Linked DNA regions of Ovis aries: region 2 is linked to region 1. A link is a contact called in public Hi-C data. All regions are on one chromosome and are shown on one strand. The core of a region is the stretch at or near the end of the contact, and the rest is flanking DNA. Distances in the headings are between cores, read along the strand shown. Region 1 overlaps CNKSR3 (CNKSR family member 3). Region 2 holds the start of CNKSR3 (CNKSR family member 3).

Region 1 (3,540 bases), core at 532-3,031:
GCTCAGTAGTGTGGTGTGTGGGCTTACTTGCTCCATGGCATGTGGGATCTTCTCGGATAAGTGATAGATCCCAAGTCCCCTGTGTTGGCAAGCAGATTCTTATCCACTGCACCACCAGGGAAGCCCATGGATCACACTTTTCACGTCATATCTAAAAACTCATCGTCAAACCCAAGGTCAGTAAGATTTTCTCCTGTTATTTCGAGGCATTTTATAGTTTTGCATTTTACCTTTAGGTCTGTGAGCTTTACCGTGACGACTCACATTCTCTGAACACCAGACACTGACCAGATAAAATTACTGTAGAGACATGAGGATCCCTACTAAGTGGTCTCCATGTAGAAACCATAGTGGCTACATGTGGTTATTTCTCCCAATCTCAGATTAATCTAACCTTTCAAAATTAAACAACCAAAGAAATCAGGATTTTCTAAAGAGTGGTTTTTTTCTTCTAAGGGGGAAGAATCCAAGAAGCGACACTTTTTGCATGCCTCCAGTGTGTTTAACCTCCCTATTTATGGAAAATATATTTATAGCGGTTTCATTGCTAAATTCCTCAACATCAGTAGGAGGAAGGCCTTATCAAAAGAGCACAGGCTGGCTTATGTCAAAAGGAGGAAGTGATGATGAATAGTTACAAAATGCTTTTTAAATGGTCACAGTACATCCCCTTCCATCATAAGATTTTTGCCAAGATTTTTTTTTAATTAAAAAAAAGTGAAATTTGCACATTAGTTTAACCCTGAGAGCTGAGAGTTAGCTATCTAATTATAACTTGAAGAAGTGTTGGGGGAGCAAAGCAGAGACCCCAATATACCCAATATAGTTGATCTTGTTGTTAAATAACTTGTATTCTTGCCTTTCTACCTAAATTAAGAGATTCACATCCCAAAAGTCAGTATTTCAAAGCATATCCTGAAATACCTAGCCACAACACATATACTTTAATGAATGTGATTCCCACTGTTTTGGGAAAAAGAATTTTACAGTAACTTTTAGAAGGTGTACTTACTACAGCCAAAACTTTATCCTCCATTTCTGCTACAAGGCAATCCTAAAGGAAGAAAGAATAAAATTAAAGCTATAAGAGATAAAAAAAACTTTCAGATACAATTGGTTTAGCTGGCTAGCTATTTCCTGGGACCCAAGGAGGTCCCTGACACACACACCCCCGACCCTGCAGCCTGCAGTCCTGAACTTCAGGAAAGAGAAGACTTCGAAACGAGGGCCGACATTAGATTCCTCCTAAGACTCTACTGTCTCCAGATCCAGGATGCTAATCATCCAAGGAACCCATCTGACCAACTATTTAATCAGAAATCCTATAGAAATCACCTGAACTAAACTCTACCCACTGTCCAGACTGTACAGAGAGTAGGAAGCCAGAAATCAGAGTCCAGGAACGTTGATAATGGTTCTCAAACCTGACCCTAGGCTGAGTTAGCACTGGGCCAACAAGCCGGGAGTCTTTAGCTCCGGGCCTGCCCATAAGAATAGCTTTCAAATAAGGGTTTGAGTAAACTTAGCCACAAAGTTTATTTTAAGCACCACTGAGATTAAATCAGATATTTTAGTCCTTAACGGATGAAAGGGGTTCAACAAAACGTTCATTAACACGCTGCCAAAAAAGTGGTCTTGAAGTATGCTATTGATGACATTAAATAATGGGCCGGAATGCAAAGCATTGTTTACTCAGCTCAAGAACAAAAGACTCAGAACCCTATGAACCCAGTTAGCTGATTATAGGAATCACCATTGTCCCGACTGAAAGCAGCCAAAGTGAAACTGACAATGTGAAACTCTCAGCTAACCTTCTAGAACAGTATCTACAGCAGAAGAGTTCAAGCTGCACAGCACTGTGCATGCCGGAGAAGAGGGAGACCAGCGAGATTCCTGAGAGTCTACCTGGCACCACTGCCTGCCAGTGCTGGAGACGTGAGAGATGGCGGTTCGCTCCCTAAGTCCAGACGATCTCCTGGAGAAGGAAATGGCAACCCACTCCAGTATTCTTGCCCCATGGACAGAGGAGCCTGGCAGGTTACAGTCCATGGAGTTGCAAAGAGTCAGACACGACTGAAGCAGTTCAGCATCCAGCATGCACTAAGTATAATCCCATACTGGGGCACCCTAAGGAAAATTCAAAGTATTTCATGTACAGGAAGAACAATCATCAACTCTGTTGGAATGATCAAAGATTTTTGCTTCAGTCAAAATGTCATTTTAGGTCATTTTTTTCTGCCACTGGGAATAGGGGTTAAAATGTATGGCATTCTACCCTATGATTTTATAATCAGATTTCAGTGCTTTCTGAAAAAATTTTTAAATTTTCTCTACTAGGTAAAAATGTGGGAAATAATGGTCACTCTACTGCTCCCAAAATTTACGCTGACTCTCAGGCAAAGAGCAGCCTGGTGAGAAAATACTTAAAAAAAGAAATTTAGGAGTATATTTTTGCACATGTGAGTCTAATGTAAATTCAAACTCCAGGAGCAACTTCTGTAAAATATGAGTGATGACAGTCCAAAAATGTGCTTTTCATCCTCCATCTTGTACATGAAACTGAACCATTAAATACCATGATGACCCCTCCCCTAATTCAAACCAGCTGAAGGACAGAAATATTAAGTAAATGGCAACTTGAGCAAAACAGAATATTTATAAGGTCTTGTTCCAGAAATAAAACTAATGGTTTGTGTCTATGATTTTTCATTTTGTATATGTGTGTGTGCAGTCGTGTCTGACTCTTTGCGCCTCTGCTGACTGTAGCCCACCAGGCTCCTCTGTCCCTGGGATTCTCCAGGCAAGAACACTGGAGTGGGTTGCCGTGCCCACCTTGAGGGGATCTTCCCGACCCAGGGATCAAACCCACAGGTCTTACATCTCCTGCGTTGGCAGGTGGGTTCTTTACCACTAGCACCACCTGGGTAGCCCAGCACTACAAATCCCCAAATAACAGGAGGACTGTCATCCTGGTGAGGCAGAGAGCTCCTCTCCATACACCGGGGCCCAGACGTCAAGGTGCATGTGTGACCTTGTGGTTCCTCACATTTGATTCTTTGATGGATCCAAGGAGCCACTAAGAAAGAAAACGGGCTTCTGTGGTGATGGAGCCAAGTTGGGTGAGGGGTGCTCCTGCCTCCCCAAACCATCCAAGGCAGCGTGTGAAAGGGCACGCTTTTTACCTTCCGCCCTCGTGGACGTGGGTTCCCACACCCATTCCTACCGGGAGGAAGCAGCTGCAGGCCTGACTTCATGCTGTTTGGCATGAAGGCAATGGAATGGAAAAAAGAAGCATTGGAACCAAGTCAGGCCCTCGGGACTCCGACAGCAGGGCTGAGGTCTGTTACATCCCTTGGTCATGTGGATGAGCCGAGCCCCAGTCAAGGACAGCATCCGCTCCCCTCCCTCCTTATTCTCCCTTCTTACTGACTGAGGAGGCTTGGAAGATGGGTTTAACCTCTCCACACCTGAGCCTCCTCCTCTGCAAAGCCAGGAGGATAACAGCTACCTCAGAGAATTGTTGAGGATTAAATGTGATAA
Region 2 (3,495 bases), core at 978-3,477, 80 kb after region 1:
CGCCCCGGCCCGACATCCGCGCCCCCAACCCTCATCCTCAGAGGCCACCCGTACTCCCCGGGTTTAAAGATGAGGCTCCCCTCGGCTGGCCACAACCCGCACCCCCGAAAGCGGGCACCAGAACGACAGGCGCAGAGAAGTTTGCAGGCTCACCGCGCTGCGCTCTCAAAGCTTCTCGCCTGCAGAAGGGGCTGAGCGCCACCCCCCCGCCCCCGATCCCAGCTCCCCGCCGGCCCGATCCCCCGGGCTGGAGACGCCGGGGGACCCCCAGGCTCGCTTACCTCTAGTCCAGTCCACCACTTGCTTGGGGCTCCACTTGGTCACCGGTTCCATCGTGGAGGGCCGGGCACCCAGCGGGGCTGGAGTCGGCGGTGAAGTCCTGCTGCCCTCCCGGGACGGCGCGCCCCGCGGCCGGTCCCCGCGCCCGAGCGCCCTGTCAAGGCTGCATGGCCGCCGCCGTCAGCGGGGCATCCCAGCGCGGCGCGGCCCGGGCGGCGCGGCCCGCTCCCCGGCGCACGGGACAGCGGCGCGGCCCCTCCTCCGGCGGCCACCGTCCAGCTGCAGCTCCTCCTCCTCGTCCCCCGCGGCCGCCGCCGCCGCCGGGACTCCAGACACAGCTGCCGCTCCTAGGCTACGGGCGCTGCGGGAACGCGGGGCAGGGAGTCCAGATTCCCCGGGCCTCAGTTCCGAGCGCGGGACCTTTCCGCCGCCCCTCTGCGCCGCCGGGCCGGGACCGCTGCCTCCGGTTCTCGGGCCGCGCGCTCGGCTCCCAGTCCAGCTCCTCCTCTGGGCGGCTGAGCTCTGCGGGGTCCCCGATCCTCGTGCGCCGGCGTCCCGAGCCTTCCCGCCCGCAGGTCCCACCTCCTGCTCCTCCCGGGAGCGCCGCACCGGGGCGGGGAGGAGCGCAGAGCCCGCGCGCTCGGGTTACAAAGTTCCAGCTCCCGGTGGCGCGCGCGGAATAAAAGAGGGGGCGGGGCCGGACACCCGGCGAAACTCGTGGGAGGGGGCGGGGCCGCCCGGGTCGGCCGACTCCGGTTACTTTCGCCCTGGAAACCTGCTTTCGCTCACCCGGAGTGGTCCCAGCCGACTTTCCTTTTCAGGGGGCGCACTGTAGATGCGCGTGCATCCTGGAGAGCCCGTTGGGCTTGGGGGAGGCCAAGGTCCTATTTAGTACCGGTTCAGTTTGTCTGGCTGTGAGCAGCAAGACAATGAAAAATAATAAAGTCAAAAACTAAATTTCAGATCTCCGTGTTTAAGTGCTTTGCGTCAATATTGCTCTGTGATCCAGACCTCCTCCTTTTACATTTCTTTAGGGAAAATTGTTTTATTTATATCTTGGATGACATTGTGGCAATTTAAGCCACTGCTCTTCTGTAAATTTATTGAAGTATGGTTGATCTACCATGTGTTAATTTCTGCTGTGTGGTGCCATGGTAAAGAACGTGCCTACCAATACAGGAGACACAGGAGACTCTGGTTCGATTCCTGGGTAGGGAAGATTCTCTGGAGGAGTAAATGGCAACCCACTCCAGTATTCTTGCCTGAAAAATTCCATGGACAGAGGAGCCTCGCTGGGTACAGTCCATGGGGTTGCAAAGAGTCGGACATTACTGAGCAGGCACATGGACGCAGTTTCTACTGTACACCGAAGTGATTCAGTTATGAATGTGCGTACATCCTTTTTCATATTCTTTTCCACTATAGTTAATCCCAGGACGTTGAATATAGTTCCCTGTGCTGTGCAGTAGACTCTCGCTTACCCATTCTATGTATAAGAGTTTGCATCTGCTAATCCCAAACTCCCGATCTATCCCTCTTCCACCTCCTCACACCTGGGCAACCACAAGTCTATGTCTGTAACTCACTTCTCTTTTAACGCTGTGGCAATATGTCCACTTCGCAACGAAAATGAATCATAAAAAACTGGTAGCGTTTAGCGTTCTATATTACTGTATTGTAATACTCATCTTTGCGAAGAGAGCTAATGCTCATTTGAATTAGTCATCAATCGTGAAGGGAAAGTTGTTAGCCAGCTCTTTAAAAAAAAAAAAAAAAAAGCCTGTGCACAGTTTCGGCGACTGACAGAGGGCCCTTTTACTTTCATGGACTCCGTCTGAGGCCAGAGTTAACCCGGAACTGGGAGGAAGTCCTAAATTCGAATGTCTGCCTCTCCTCCCTCAAGCCTCACTGCACCGCCGCCCCACCCCAGTCCCTGTGCTCTCCGCCTCCCACTCACAGAGATTCTGTGGCACTTAGTGATTCTTACCTTCAACTGCATTATTCATTTACGTCTTCCGGTTGGAGACTGGTAACTTCGCGGGGCGGGGCGGGGGCGGGCAGAACTTACCTGATATTACATAGTGCTTTTCTCCTCTCCCTCTTCCTATCACTTGGCTGGTGGCACCTAGCAGGAGTCAAAGGTGTGGCTGGTGTTTATCCATTCGCTTAATATGTATCTGTGGATGCCTCCTGAGTGCCAACCAGCCACTGCATTCATGAACTATCTGTTGAATTGGTGATATGGGTGGCTCAGACTGTAAAGCGTCTGCCTGCAATGCGGGAGACTCGGGTTCGATTCCTGGGTCGGGAAGGTCCCCTGGGGAAGGAAATGGCAATCCACTCCAGCACTCTTGCCTGGAAAATCCCATGGATGGAGGAGCCTGATAGGCTACAGTCCATGGGGTCGCAAAGAGTCGGACACGACTGAGCGACTTCACTTTCACTATTTATAGAGGTCTGCTTGAATGCACATGTTGGAAGGATGGCGGACAGAAGGCCTACGCTTCTGTTGTATGGTATGATGAGCTGGAGTGCCCAAGAAGAATAAATATATTTGGAAAAGTGAAACATCAGACCCACCTTCCATGCAACTTACCAATAGGACAGAGAAGCCATAACAACACCAATATGCAGTCATCAAATATAGCAAATTTTGTTGTTGTTGTTTGAGCAAGAGTTACCGGTAGACCAGGAAACTTGGTAAAGGCAATGACAAAATTCCAGATGGAGTAGTTGTCTTTCAAAAAAAAAAAAAAAAAGCCTTTTTAAAATTAATGACATCAATTGTTAACCATCTTTTCTTTATGGCAACAGATAGGGAGGCTCTCAACGTTTGTCACTGAATTCACTGGAAAATGTAACCAATCTTATTCACAGCTTTATTTACAGTAATCACTGAATTTTGTGACTTCTTTTAGTCATGATTAGCATGACCACACAATTTATCTCCAAGCCAAGATATTCCTGAATCTGAAAGGGGCTTTATCAGTACTTAAGATGGAATAACATGAATTAACTGAGCCATATGGTCCCTGTAATTATGAAGAAAACGTCAAATGATTTTACCATAGTGTTCTACTTGATGTTTTCACAGTGTTTTCAAACTCATTTGCATTTATCACTACCAGAAAGTTAAAAGATAAAATTCTGAGAGTCAAACAAGAGTTTGCAAAATTTCATCCCACTGAGAGTTAAAATTTCATCCCACTGAGAGTT

The links. A called contact is a pair of places that touch in the nucleus more often than the background predicts.
Region 2: a Hi-C map of hypothalamus shows a contact between it and region 1, with 2.4 times the contacts expected there. The contact joins the promoter of CNKSR3 here to the enhancer-like site in region 1. A contact is called at or near these places in 2 of 16 Hi-C or Micro-C datasets (hypothalamus and tail adipose tissue).

What each region holds. Positions count from the first base shown.
Region 1 is chr8:78,879,485-78,883,024 of ARS-UI_Ramb_v3.0, forward strand. CNKSR3 (CNKSR family member 3) reads right to left here. Exons shown (of 15, transcript XM_060419846.1): 7 at 1,013-1,054. Among named protein-coding and RNA genes, the nearest start is that of IPCEF1, 76 kb to the left of the region's middle. Within about 2 kb of position 1,782, at least 15 of the 54 cell types and tissues checked have an H3K27ac peak or open chromatin away from gene starts, as enhancers often do. A contact at or near this core is called in hypothalamus, where this site is marked.
Region 2 is chr8:78,959,283-78,962,777 of ARS-UI_Ramb_v3.0, forward strand. It overlaps CNKSR3 (CNKSR family member 3), which reads right to left and starts at 2,228. Exons shown (of 15, transcript XM_060419846.1): 1 at 282-2,228.